Regions from separate parts of the Mus musculus genome. Here region 2 is linked to region 1. Evidence: chromatin contacts called from public Hi-C data. All regions are on one chromosome and are shown on one strand. Each heading gives the region's core, a stretch centred on a gene start, on an enhancer-like site or on the middle of the called end of the contact. The rest is flanking DNA. Distances are from core to core; before and after follow the strand shown. Region 1 overlaps Rad51b (RAD51 paralog B). Region 2 overlaps Rad51b (RAD51 paralog B).

What was found. A called contact is a pair of places that touch in the nucleus more often than the background predicts.
Region 2: a contact with region 1 is called in a Hi-C map of stem cell-derived neural stem cells, with 1.9 times the contacts expected there. The contact joins two enhancer-like sites. A contact is called at or near these places in 1 of 39 promoter capture datasets (the 3T3-L1 cell line), 1 of 15 datasets of contacts at CTCF or cohesin (the NIH/3T3 cell line), 30 of 484 Hi-C or Micro-C datasets (the AML12 cell line, the C10 cell line, the C2C12 cell line and 15 more) and 5 of 115 datasets of contacts at active chromatin or transcription factors (bone marrow-derived dendritic cells, embryonic fibroblasts, kidney and 2 more).

The regions. Positions count from the first base shown.
Region 1 is chr12:79,598,104-79,604,955 of GRCm38.p6, reverse strand. The region is part of intron 7 of Rad51b (RAD51 paralog B); the gene reads right to left. Among named protein-coding and RNA genes, the nearest start is that of Gm36048, 200 kb to the left of the region's middle. Within about 2 kb of position 4,480, at least 157 of the 459 cell types and tissues checked have an H3K27ac peak or open chromatin away from gene starts, as enhancers often do. A contact at or near this core is called in the C2C12 cell line, muscle stem cells, myocytes and 3 more, where this site is marked.
Region 2 is chr12:79,508,510-79,515,361 of GRCm38.p6, reverse strand. The region is part of intron 7 of Rad51b (RAD51 paralog B); the gene reads right to left. Among named protein-coding and RNA genes, the nearest start is that of Rad51b, 210 kb to the right of the region's middle. Within about 2 kb of position 3,446, at least 137 of the 459 cell types and tissues checked have an H3K27ac peak or open chromatin away from gene starts, as enhancers often do. A contact at or near this core is called in the C2C12 cell line, muscle stem cells, myocytes and 3 more, where this site is marked.

The DNA.
Region 1 (6,852 bases), core at 3,231-5,730:
AAAACACTTCTGCTGACAAAGGCAGATAGGACTACTGAAAAATGCCATTGTCACACTTAGGAAAAAGGCCTTGCTGCTTCCAGATGCCTGGTGGATGCTCTTATGGCCTGTCAGATACAGTAGAACATCTTCATAGACTCAGCACCACCAAGTGTCTATGGCAACCTGAGAAAGAAAATCAAGAAAGAGGAGACCAAATGGTCACAGGAAGAGTGCAAATCCACCATACCTTCCAGGTGCTCTCAAGGGAAGCGACAGAGAAGTTACAGGCACTTTCTTCAAATGAGAATCCTGTTGTATATGGAATGAAGATACAGTTCCTCTGGAGACTGGATTCCACAAGGCCAGGGATGCAGCTCAGTCATCTACGTGGCGGGACCCGCCAGCGCGGTGCATTGCATGTCATGACTACTCAGTAAATGCTTATTGTTTTGTTGTTGGTAACGTGTCAAAGCTCTCCCAGAAGCCTCATCTTCTAACAGTGGTTACAAAATGCTACAACTTCATTACAGCTGAAAAGAACCATAGGCATCGTCATGTCCATTTCCCCCATACCACTCAGGCAGAAACCGGTCAGCTGAGAAACTATGGCTAAGCAGTGTGGCTGGTTTAAAGACTTTTGTCCCCCACCCCTACCTCTACCACCTTTCATACACTTTACTTAAGGACTTGGTTTTTCACTAAATTTTTTTTTTAGCTATTTTGGTGTAATTCAACAGGTAAATAAGAAGATGAAAAGTCTTAAGCTTATAATGAGGGCGCATTAGTCACGGTATTTGGGTCCACATATGTTGCTTATTTTTACATAGCTGTGTAACTTCCTATATACCACACTCTTACCCCCAGATAGTATGAATCCTTGTGTGACCAGGAATCTGAATTTGTAACAAGCATCCATCAGGCTAATGAAATTCACTGCAGGTGCTCCACAGACCACAGCCCAGGGACATATTACATAAAGGTGGCATTGTGTTATTTTGGGTTAAGGGTTGAGATCAGGCCGAGGGTCCGAGGGATGAGTAACTATCACCACAATCTATCAGTAACATTTCTGCAGGACACTTAAATTCTATTCTGTGTAAAAAGACAAATAAAGGTTTTGATTGACCTTGCGATGAAATATCACTTTACAATAATAACTAGGTATGGAATTAACAATAAGAGTTGCTGAGAAGCAGGTGGAGAAACTGGAATCTTCTTACATTGCCGGGGTGGGTGTGAAATGGTGTGGTCATTCTGAAAATCAATTTGGCAGTTGTTCAACATGTCAAAACACAGAGTTAACATACAGATCCAATAATTTCATTCCTAGCTATATTTGCAAGAGAATGAAAACATGTATCTGTGTAAAAACTTACACACAGGTATTCACAGTAGTAATACTTTTTAATAGCTAGGAGTGGGTAGAAATAATTCAAATCCTTAGAAGCACAGATTGGAAGTTTGAAACTAGAGGATGGAATGAGGAAGGGGGGGGGGAGGGAAGACATGGAAGGAAATCACTGCTAACTGCTTTCTTGGGAGGAAAATATTCTAACCTTCAGACTGGAGAGATGGCTCAGCAGTTAAGAGCACTGGCTGTTCTTCCAGAGGTCCTGAGTTCAATTCCCAGCAACTACATGGTGGCTCACAACCATCTGTAATGGGATCTGATGCCCCCTTCTGGTGTGCCTGAAGATAGCAACAATGTATTCATAAACACAAAATAATTTTAAAATATATTTGCAGATCACTGGACCTCATAGCTGTGAGGATGTGATCCTCCATCGGCCATGCATTTTTCCTATGCAGGTATAAAGTGGACTGCTTGAATTCAAGAGGGTCAGAAGTCTATTCTATTCACCCTTCACAACTTAGAGAATCTAACCAGTCAACAGATAGATAGTCACCATAAAATTCTTACACGGAAGGTTCTAGATGTTAGGGTCAGCATGAAATACAAGAAGTTGATTTTTTTTTCTCAAAAGGCAAGGATTGCAACAGGGAAGGAACCAGCTCCAGCAGCCTGCACAAGGTAATTGTGCACACAGCACTAAAGCCAAAGTGTAGACACCCCTGCACACTGTAAGGCCCCTGCTTGTGACGCTTCAAACTGGCTCTGCGCCTTCTGAATTCATTTACTTTTCATTGCTTCAGCAAACAGCAGGAGGAAACAGACTCATGATTTCCCAATGTGCTTATGAGCTTCAATTTAAGGTACAGCTCATTCTTCAGAGTCAGAAGGGACTAGACACTTAAATCCAGGTGTTCTGCCGGCTGGAAGATATTTAAACCCACAAGTTGGCTCCACAGCCAAAATATTGTTTCCAGTAACTCTCTTATGAAGAAATTTCCCAGGACAGGGACTTTTGAGGCTGATCTATTACTAGCCCCATAATGGAAATAGCAGGCGAACACAAGGTGAAGGGGCAGCTGATTTGATGGGGGGAGGGGGGGTCATACAGGTGTCCTTGGATATGGACATTGCTGGGGAATCAATTTGTGTGCTTTCTCAGAGATGTACAGAACAGATTGCTGCAATTAGTTAAGGGGCACAGATGTCTGCAAATCTATATGGCACCAGCAGTTGGGAGTGCAGGTCAATGGGGGAAAGCTAAGCAAAGCATGCGTTTATGTGTTTGAGGGGATGGCCCCCAACGGTTCCCTAAAACAGACTTCAAGATAACAGCCTAGAAAGGGGTCGGTAGCCTACTAGCCTTTGACAGAGACTTTTAAGCCTCTTTACAAAGGCCGTTAGTCATGTGTAGGGAAAGAACAGGATCCAAAGGTATAAAGTAAAAAGTATCCCCATTTGCACTTCCCCAAACTCTCCCACAGCATGAAGGGCCCTTGATAGCAGTCTTACTGATTATAATCTGCGGTCTTAGGTGGCTTTATGCTCTGTTGTCCGATCAAGCTGTCCTGGTTCACGTGTTTTAGGGATTTCATTCTCTTGATCTTGGTATGGTTACCAAGGGGACCTCAATGTCTTCTCTTGAATCTGTGCCATCATTTAAACTGAACGTGTTACCAAGTGATCTCAACACACTCTCTGTGACTGTTTCCTTCAGGATTTTTTTGTTGATGGCATTTAGCTTCACCTAGGCACCGCATCCTTAACCCAGGGATTACCCAAACATCATGGTCTGTTCTCAATTCCCCACTGCAGTCTCCCCTCTGTACTTTCTGAATCCGTGTTGGATCTTGTTCTCCTTTCCCACTGCTGCTACCCCTCAGGGGACACACAGACGCTTTCTGTCTGGCCTCTGCTCCCCTTTAGACCTATTCCACATTATCTTCAGAGTTCTTTTTCTGAAACATAATCCAATAAAGTTGTTGTCTTTCTTTTAAACTACCATGAGCTCTTCTGCAACTCTGAGTATTCTACCCAAGGCCCATCACCATCTCCGTTTAATTTAACCCACTCAGCTCCCCACCATGACTCTACGATTATTTTTCTATTTCCAGCATGCTATGCCATTTCAAACATTTCAGCATTCATACAAACCATTCCCTATGATGGTGCTGTTCCTTCCAACCTTAACACTCGGAAAATTCAGATTTTTCATAAATTCCCAATTCTACTGTCTCCTTTTCTTTGCAGAAATAGTTGTTTCATGCTCTGTGTTTCTCCATGTGTTTTGTTTGCTTAGTTAAAAGGCACTAGCACAGTGTATGTCCTCAGGTCTGAGGTGGCATCTTAGGATTTACAATTTTCTCTCTGATGACTAGTACACTCAGGTGCGTAATAAGCGTCTATGAACTCAATGAATAAGCCCAGAGATTAATGTGTTACAAAAGCAAAGAAGCAGACATTCCAGTATGACTCAATATAATCATAAACTAAAACAATTTATTTTTTAAAATATAAGCTTCATGGTGGGGAATATTAGCCAGACCAAATAATATAATCATTATGTATGGCCTTGGCTAAGATGATCAAAATTGACCTTTCAGTGCTGTAAACTTGTCTCTTGGTAAAAGCACACAGTGCCTGATAAATAATAAACACTGTATATGTGTTTGACATTGTCGGTGTTAGAGGCTTATACATGGGTCCACAGTCCATCTGCATAGATACAAATGGAATCCTAATTCTAAGTTACTAGCCTATAATAACTTACCTTAACATTAAGAAATGAATGCTCGCATACCCAAGTTTGCTAATGCACACAGAAATATTCTGCTTTAAACACATGGAACGAGCCAATGGCCTTTGGCCCCAAACCATACATAGCACTGGAGGATGGTAGGCCGAAAGACTTTTGGCGATTTCTTCTAGGTTTTTGTATAGACTAACATCAAGCCAATTTATCTGACCTCCCTGATCCACCCAGCCCATCTAGTACCTTTAGCTATTTTTTTCTAGAAGCCTGAATGAGTCAGAACAAGAAAATGATTAATCAACTTGGAGAGCTTTGAAAGCTGGAACAGAGCCCTGCTGTGAGTAAAGCCTCGGAGCTGTGGGACTGTAGCAGTTGGAAAGTTAGGGGATTTCCATGGTTGGAAACATTTGGCCGGCTCGCCGTGCTCCTCTGACCTTGCAATAAGACAGAGCAGGCCTAGCCGGGTGATTTACCTCTGACAATATCCCATGTCTGCTGCCTTTGGCTATGTGCTCTGACTTGACAAAATCAAAGTAATTCCCCCTGAGCCTTATGATTTTGGATCTGGCTCAGAAAATCCCCTCTGCTTTTTTTCTCTCAGTGGATAGTATTCTCAGTCCCTGGCTTCACTTTTAACTGTGAGGTTGAAATTAGACGTACACACACTGTGCTTGGCCATCAGTCGGGGTGTGTGTACGTGTGTGTGTTTGTGTGGGGCGGTTCTCTTCTTCTGTCAGGACAGGTTGGTTTCACAACTCAGGAAATACAGCACCATCTTGCTTTTCTTCTCTTTTCCTTCCCTTCCCTTCCCTTCCCTTACCTTCCCTTCCCTTCCCTTCCCTTCCCTTCCCTTCCCTTCCCTTCCCTTCCCTTCTTCCCTTCCCTTCCCTTCCCTTCCCTTCCCTTCCCTTCCCTTCCCTTCCCTTCCCTTCCCTTCCCTTCCCTTCCCTTCCCTTTCCTCCCTCCCTCTCTTCCTCCCTCCCTTTCCCTTCTCTCTTTTTGCCAGTTGTTACATAGCAGGCACAACTTAAAATCACTTTTCCAGTTGAAGTTTTGAATTATTTTCTGGTTCCCTGCTACATCTATTCAAATTCTCCCAAATGTTTTACTGGGGCCTTAATTTCTGTTTTACGATTTTGGTTTTTTTTGAAGATACTATTCTGGTATCATTAACTTTTAGATGCTTAATGTGCTGCAGATAGTGTGTCTGAGCAGGGCAAGTGTGCTTTCCGGTTTCTCTCTTACCTGCAATGCTACACTGGGGTAGGGCCTAGTGGCTTTCTCATGTGTGTGTCTTCAATACTCACATCTCATCTCAGCCTCCATTTCACTGCCTCTCCACATTATCTCCTTTCTTTTGTTTAAACAGATGAATCGCTGGGGTTTTTATTTCCAGATCTTTCTGCCCTATCAAGGCATCGATGATGTTTACTGTGAGTGTGCTATCAATAGTGTGTCAGTAAGATGTTCTAGACTTGATTATTTCTTGGTCTTGTGTGTCTGTTTCTCTCTTTAATGTCATTCATTTCTCTTATACAACTTCTTAGGCTCTCATCCACTAACACAACAACAATAACCCCAAAAGATTTAGGCAAAAATTTCTGCTTAATTCTCTTACTTATCAGAAAAGATTCAGGTTCTTTCCCCAAAGCAGCAAACACTGTCATGTATCTCACATAGTCACATAAACACACACATGCCACCGTTCACTGCAAGGGCTCTTAGCCATTGATTTATAGGTCACAAGGACCTTGTTGAGCAATGGCAGCTGCTGATTTTCATTGCATTGGCATGGAGGTGGCCTGGGAATTTTCCTTTTGGCACACAGGTCAGTAAACACACTGGGGATTTGCAGTAAAGAAATAAGGAGCTTGGTGTGGGGGGGGGGTGGGGGGGATGGTATGCTGGTGGCTTAGAGGAGGAAAAAGAAAGGGAACTTTGGGGAAAAGATCTGAAGTTACCGAATAAGCAATAAACAAAGGGGAAAAAGTCGCAGGAGTTAAATATAGAGAAATGATTTAATAGAGAGAAAACAGAAGTCAGGGGAAGGAAAGCAGAGTGGTTAGGGAAAAGACAAGTCAGGAGCAAAGGTTAAGAGAAAAAAAGTGAGACCCAGCTGGTCCTCTGCTTGGAAAGGAAGCACGAGAGAGGCCATTCAGTCCTAAGCAAACACAGATGAGAAGGCATTCCAAATCAGTGCGTCACCTCTTAAACCTGCTCTATTATTAGAATCTGCCATCCACAACCCGGCTTCTGGTCAAAATCCTCCAGCCCATAGAAGCAGAAAGATCCTCACTCAATTCTTTTGAAGTTAGTCTCTTACTTAGTCAAAGCCCTCAAATTCTATCATTCTACACAACTCCAAAGTGAGACACGAACTGGGTCGGGCTTTTGACTATTTGCCTCTGATGACTGGCCTTCTATATATGATAATGGTGGTTGTTAAATCATATTCAGAGAATTTACAGCATTTATTTTATTCCAGATAACTGATGACCAACAATACATGTTGTTCATTGTTGATCTATAGTGTCAAGTTGCAATGTAGGCAAAGGACACTAAATCACAACCAAGAATCCCTATACTGATGAGGATTTAGGCAGTTGCTAAGGAGACGGAGCCTCTGTACAACCACTGGCTCCAAAAGGCTGAATTTTCTCCTCACTGCAGAACTCCACAGTGGGAATCAAGTGTCTTCATCTTTCTTCAGGTGAGAAGATTCTAGTCTGGGCTTTGGTGTCTATATTCATTGTGGTCAGTGCTGGTA
Region 2 (6,852 bases), core at 2,197-4,696, 89 kb after region 1:
CTGTTGTGCATAGTGAGCTCTAGGTTAGCCAGAGGTACACTGTGAGACTCTGTCCCATAAGAGAGAATCAGAAGAGAAAGAAGAGGGGAACAGGAGAGAAAAGAAAGAAGGAAAGATATACCAAGGTTAGTAAGTAAGAATTTCAAAAATACAGATGTCAAGTAGAGGGTCTTCAAGTTCACCTTTTTTTAATGATATTTTCATTTTAAATTAGAGTATATCACACCTCAGTGGGAGGCGATGAGATTAAGGAAGAGTCAGTCATGGGGAACAGTATCCTCGGTACTCAGAGTAAGTCTTATCTATGAAAATTGCAGACACACTTCCACTCATTTGATGGAACTAGTCTCATGGGTTGACAGATCTAAGTTGATTCTTCTAAAATTCACCAACTCTGGACTTAAGGCCAGAAACCTCTGGCTTAGTCAAGCAGACTAAGACTCCTAGAGAAATTCTTTTGCTACCACAACTATGTGAGTGCGGTTCTAAGTGGTAAGTGTCGGTGCCTGCCAAATTCCTCTGGTCTGATTCTGAATCTGAATGAACCAAAAATACAGCCAAGTAGGACCTTCCACCTCTAGCCATATTTGATTATCCAATATCCCTTCAAAAATCATGCCCGCTTTTATCCTGAAGATACTGACAGCCAGAGGCTCTTCATGTGCTTGTACTTTATGGCATGAGGGACAAACAGGGACAAGGAACATCCACTGCTCTCTGTGGCTACATGGCATTTTCACCTAAGTAAAACTCCTATTTGAACCCTCGGGAGGCTACAGTTTCTTTACCTAATCAAGGCAATGAGCTTCAGAGTCCACTGGCAGCTAGGAAGCTAGACAGGTATCTGTATTTTACTTAAAAATGATCCTCCTGCCTCAGCCTCCTTGAGTTCTTGGCACCAAAAGCATGCACCATGTTGTCCAGCATATCACTCTTCATTTTGATCTGAAAATGAGTCTAACTGAGCTCTTGATCATTCTGTCTAGTTTCTCAAGGCTCCTCCCTCTACTTGAACCTCAAGTCCAATCCTGGCAGCCCACACATAGTCCAGGCGATCTGAGAAGTCCTCACACGAAATCCCCTGAAGCTTCAAAACTTTCTTGTTGTGCTTTTGGTCTCTGCTGATTTCACAGCTTTGTTTCTGCAACTCAGCCTCCCCTATCAGTACTGCTATAAAGCTTAATAATTATGTCCTGTTTCCTTTTAACAGAGCAGTCTTGGATGCCTTTTGATAAATTATAACTTCTTACACTCCAAACAGGCCTAGATGATTTTACACTGGGTCCAGCCTTCACAGTCCTACACATATCAGAAAAATACTACATCTCTAAATTATGAAAAGTATGGATGAAATATTTTACACAAATTATATACTACCTTTACAAACTAATGTGTAGCCAAATAAAAAGGAGAAGACAAAACCAAAGATACTTCAGATGTCTTCTTGGGGTGAGTTTAACTTGTACAAAAATTTTTGGACAAGATGCACTACAGCTGAATCCATATGAAAGCCATAAAGAACAGGAAATGCATGCATAGTTATGCTATAAATAATTTCAGGAATTTATTTCCAGACAACTTACTCCATTCATATTTTAACCCTGAATTAGAAAACCATCTCCGAGCAAAAGAGGCTCAAATTGCCTAATAATAAGATACCTACTTCAAGTTATCATTTAAATGGTCAGCAAATGCTCACAATTATTTGTTAAACAGAATATGTATAAGAGATATATTATATAGGTTATAACATTTCATAGTTACTGTTGCTCAAAAAGTATTAATGTTTTTAATACTCTTAGAATACAGAGGAAGAAACAAAATTCCTTTAAGCATGTCTTAATTGCCCAAGTCACCCTGCCAGCAGGTGGCAGGACCCGATATTCAAGCCCAAATCTGTCTGGTTTCAAGGCCTGTGTCCTTTCCCACAGGATGGCCTCCTATCGGTTGGAGGAACTCTTATCAGTGCTTTGGAAACTTCCTGAGACATTAGACCTGATGGAATAGCAGAGGAAGCCTTTGAGCATGGCCATGAAGCTCACAAGCGTAGGCTGTTTCGAGTGTGTGATCTTAACTCAACTCTTCTGTTTCTTTGCTTCCTTTTTTTCTCATCCATGAAATGAGTTCAGATAGCTAAGATCTAAAAGTCCTTCCAGCTCTTAATAGTCTGTCATCTATGAGTCCACACATTACACACCATGCAAAACTATAGAATGAGGGGAAAGATAAACAAGAGAAAGTATAATTGGGTGCAAGACACAATATAGCCAAACCAACTGGACAGGCAGACATGAAAGAAGAGAGGCTACGGGCCAATATTCCCAATGACTAAGAAGACATTACAGAATACATTACAAGGAAATGAAATCTATAAGTGAAGATTTTACCAACCACACTAGTCTGTTTCAACTGAGCATCAAGCAATATTTTAACGATTTAAGTAAAATACAAAATACACACAGATATAAGGAAACATTAGAGAAACCCAAGTACAAACATACTCTGAGTTTGTTTTTCACTGAATGAGATTCTGAAAACTTTGTGGAATTCCCCTTAGAAACCAGAGTGGGTTGGAGTTGGCAGGTACAGGGTACAGCGGCTCACTGAGGTTCCAGAAAGGGTGGCAGAGAAGAACAATCCATTGTCCCTGCAAAAGCTCTATTCTTGAACAAAAGACAATGCCTGGCTATGGGAGACAATGACTGTGTGAGGCTTCTGTTTGGTTTTGCCTTCCACACTGAGCTGGCAGACACAGGCCAAGCACAGCAGAACAATTTAAAACGTTCGTGACACTCGGCTTCTCCGCATATTCACTCAAGACTCTTCCGATACATTTCCTGATTCCTGGATTCTCTAAAAGGAGGGGAAGGTGCCTCTTTGCTTAGAGGTCATCAATAAGAGCCAATAGGAGGTACACGCTCCACAGAAGAACCTCACAGGCCAGAGGTCAAAGGCTCCCACAGCAGCTGGGGTTGGACAGGCAACAAATGTCCTAGAGAGTGCAGGGCCTTGGGAGGCCATGAGGCTTGGGATGGACTGTCAAGGCTGAGAAGGGTGAAATTTCTAAACTTGTGAGAGGCCAGCAGATCTGGTTATCGGTCTTAAAGTCTCGAAATAGATAAATATGTTTTACGTGGAAGAAGAAAGGATGATGAACAGTCTGGCAAAAGAAAATAAGACAAACCAAATCTTCCACAGGATGTTCACAGACCATAATGCCAAAGAATGTGCAGGGGGTGGGGGGGAAACTCCCTAAGAGGGAGGGAGAAGGGAAAAAATTAAAGCCATCAGTGCTAACGGTTGCCAAGGAGCAAGAGCACTGTTCAGACCAGCTAGAAACCGGGTAGAAATGGCTGCAGTTCCAGAGTCTGTTACACACCACCAACGCCTGCCACTATCCTCACCAGCCTGTGCCTCCCCTGAAGACTGCAGCTGCACCCTGAAGCCCCCAGAAAGCAGCAGCTGGGACACAGTGACAGCTGGAAGGAAGGGGGTGAGGCAAGGGCTTGGCATAAACAGACGGGTAGCCAAAAGGCACAAGTACGAAGGGAGAGAGACAATTTTCCTGTGTGGTTTGGGCATGTGGTGTGGGAAGCTGAAAATGAGAGCTAGCCAAAGTTTTGGGGCCTTGACGGCCTGAAGGATTTGGCAGGCTTGGCGTTTCTCATGGCAGACGTGCCAGGAAATGAAGCTTTCAGCTGTCTGCTTCAATGTTTTTCTCACTGTCACCGTTTTCATGTTCAATCCCTGGCCCATTTTGTATTTTCGTCTTCTTTGGGGATTAGCACATCAGTGTGGTCAGAATCCACTTGGGTTTCTCAGGGCTGCTCTGTGCATCATTTCCTCACACACCATTATCTGTCAAGCAGGGACTTGGAGTGTGTGAACCCGTGGCATAGCACAAAGAAAACAATAGGAGATGTTTTCTCTGTAAGAGACACTAGAGAGCATTCAGCTGGGCCTGGAATTACAGATGGGCAAGCTAAGTATTTAAGAGGAACAGGGGGACTTGCTAGTACCAGGCTAACTCTTAAGAGCAGCAAAGTGTGGACAAGTACCCAGTTCTTTCCCCTGCTGGGGAGCCAGAGTCCTGCCCACAAACATCTGTTCTCTTCAAGGCTTCATTTTAGACAAGAGCATCTACTCCCATCCTCCTCGGCAGCACCGACTGGATAAGAATGATGTCCTCTCTCGTTCTCATCCTCTAAGTTCTAAGCAAGAATGCATCCCAGCACCTTAAGTTTGCCAAGTAATTATTCAAAATGTCTGCTACCCCAAGAAGGAGCAAACAAACCCAGAGATGTATATAGTTTAACAATACTAGAAAGCAATGAACCTAAAACCAAGAAAAATGTTTGTCACTAAAAGGTACCATGGTAAAACTTAGATTTTGAGTTTCATTTGTCATCTGTAATCGTCAATCACATGAAGATAAAGTTGCCATTCAAATAAACTATGGCCTCAGCTTTCCCTGTCATGTTGATTTAAAAGTAGTAGGTTAATTTCAAGCCTTGGAGACATGTTTCAGAACGAGTAGGTGTCTTATCGATGAAACACTATGACCACAACAACTTGGGGAGGAAAGAGATTTGGGGGCTTATACTTTCACAACACTGTTCATCATCAAAGGAAGTCAGGACAGGAACTCAAGCAGGGCAGGGGCCGGGAGCAAGAGCTGTTGCAGAGGCCATTGAGGGGTGCTGCATACTGGCTTGCTCATCACAGCTTACTTAATCCACTTTCTTATAGAACCCAGGACCACCAGCTTGGGATGGCCCTGTCCCATAAGAAAAGGCCTTACAGACTTGTGTGCAGTTTGATCTTGAAGCATTTACTCAATTGAGGTTTCCTCCTCTCTACTGACCTTAGCTTGTGTCAAGCTGACATATAATTATTCCAGCATAGTAGGTACTAAAAACATAGAATTTCCAACTTCAGAAACAATTTTAAAAATCAAAGGAGGGGTTGGGAAGACAGGTCAGTAGATAAAGTGAGTGTGAGGATGGAGTCTGGGTCTCTAGCACCGTCATGAAAGCTGGACAGGTCTATTAATCCACCTGGGATCCCAGCACTCAGAGACAGGGGATCCCTGGAACAAGCTGGCTGCCAAGACTATCAAGTCAGTGGGCTCTGATTCAGAGAGAGACCTGGAGAGCAACTGAGAAAGACATTTGATGTCAACTTCTGGACTCTATGGGCACACATGTGCACCCCCACACATGTGGACACATATACATACACATGGAAAAATAAAATATAAAGTGAAAGTTGCCTTCTTTCTCAGTCTGATATCTTTTACTCCAGAAGAAAACTATTTTTCAGAACCACAGAATCCATGTTATATGACATTGAACTATAATACTTTAATAGAGTAGTTAAGTTACTCAAGTTTTCCTTCTTCCTGTATATTTAAATTTAAATGTTCTTTAATACATTTATTATGTACTATAGCAGACTCTTCTTATCATGAATATATGTGTGTATATATACATATATGTGGGCAAATAAAAACAACATATAAGGTTATTACTGTCATTGGTTTCTGGCACCCAAGCTGCAGCTTGAAAAATATCTTCTGCAGAGAAGGGAGAACAGCTGTATTCACATGTGAGAAAAGAAGAACAATGTTCCTCTCCTGGCATAACTGCACTTGAAATTAACTGAGAAACACTAAAATGTGAGTAGGCCAAGTCAAATCAGTATGCACAGCGAGCAATAAAGGGTGCTATGAAACATAGTGGGTGGCCCCTGGGTCAGCATGGCTTCCTTGGTCCAGAAAGGAGGACTGAGGGTGACACCTGAAATGAAGGGGAACAGAATGAGCCAGGTTAAAACAGACAACAGCATCGAGCCTTCCTTTACTGTGGGACAGCACATGCTGAGCATACGCAAGAAGACCCCAACTTCTATCCCCAGTGCCACACACACAAAAGAACCCCGTTTCTATCAGGCTTCATAGTCTTTTAATCTAATATGCTTACTGTGCATGAGAATTTGGCATACTCCATAAATGTTTTGAAGGAAAAACGACATTATTGTTAACATGAAAATAAGACTAATAGGAGTACCGTAATATTAAATATCGGAAGATTGGACGGGGGTGGGGGGAGATGGCTCAGTTAGTAGAGTGCCTGCAACATGAAGACCCGAGTTTGGATCTCCAGCACCCACATAAGAATATCACGGGATCTGGGCATGTTTGTAACCACAACACTGGGGTTAGAGACAAGCGGATCCCCAGAGCTCACCCGCCAGTCAGTCTACCTAATTGGTAAGTGCCAGTGTTAGTAGGAGACTCTCTCTCAAAATATAAGGTAGAGAATGGTTAAAGAAAATATTCAATGTCAACCTCTGGTCTCAGTGTTCACATGCACACGTGTGCAAATGCACTTCCATGCACACACATGCACAATTCAAGAGCATAACAATGTGAATGAATGTAACACACAAATGTCAGAGAACATGGAAACTTCAGAGCTGTCATAGAAGCTTGGCCTACCCATATTTATAAGAGAGTATGAGCCTACACAAGACATTGTGGTAGACACAATGATGCGTGGCTGGTCTTTCTTATTAAGGAATTTATTTTATCTGCAAATCCCTTCCTGCGGAGAAACAAAGGTCTAGAGTCACAGTTGTTAAACTTTTTGGAAATTGTTGGAGCCCTGCAGGATTGTGTTTAGCATACAAAAAATTGTAACTGATGACTTCTGATGCATTTATTTTGCAAAAATCATAAGATAAAATAACCCCAAAACACTTTGATACAGATAACACTTTTTCTTTTCCTCAAGGAAAATTATTTTCTAAAACAAGATTTAGTGGAAGAGTAACATCATTTACATTCTTACA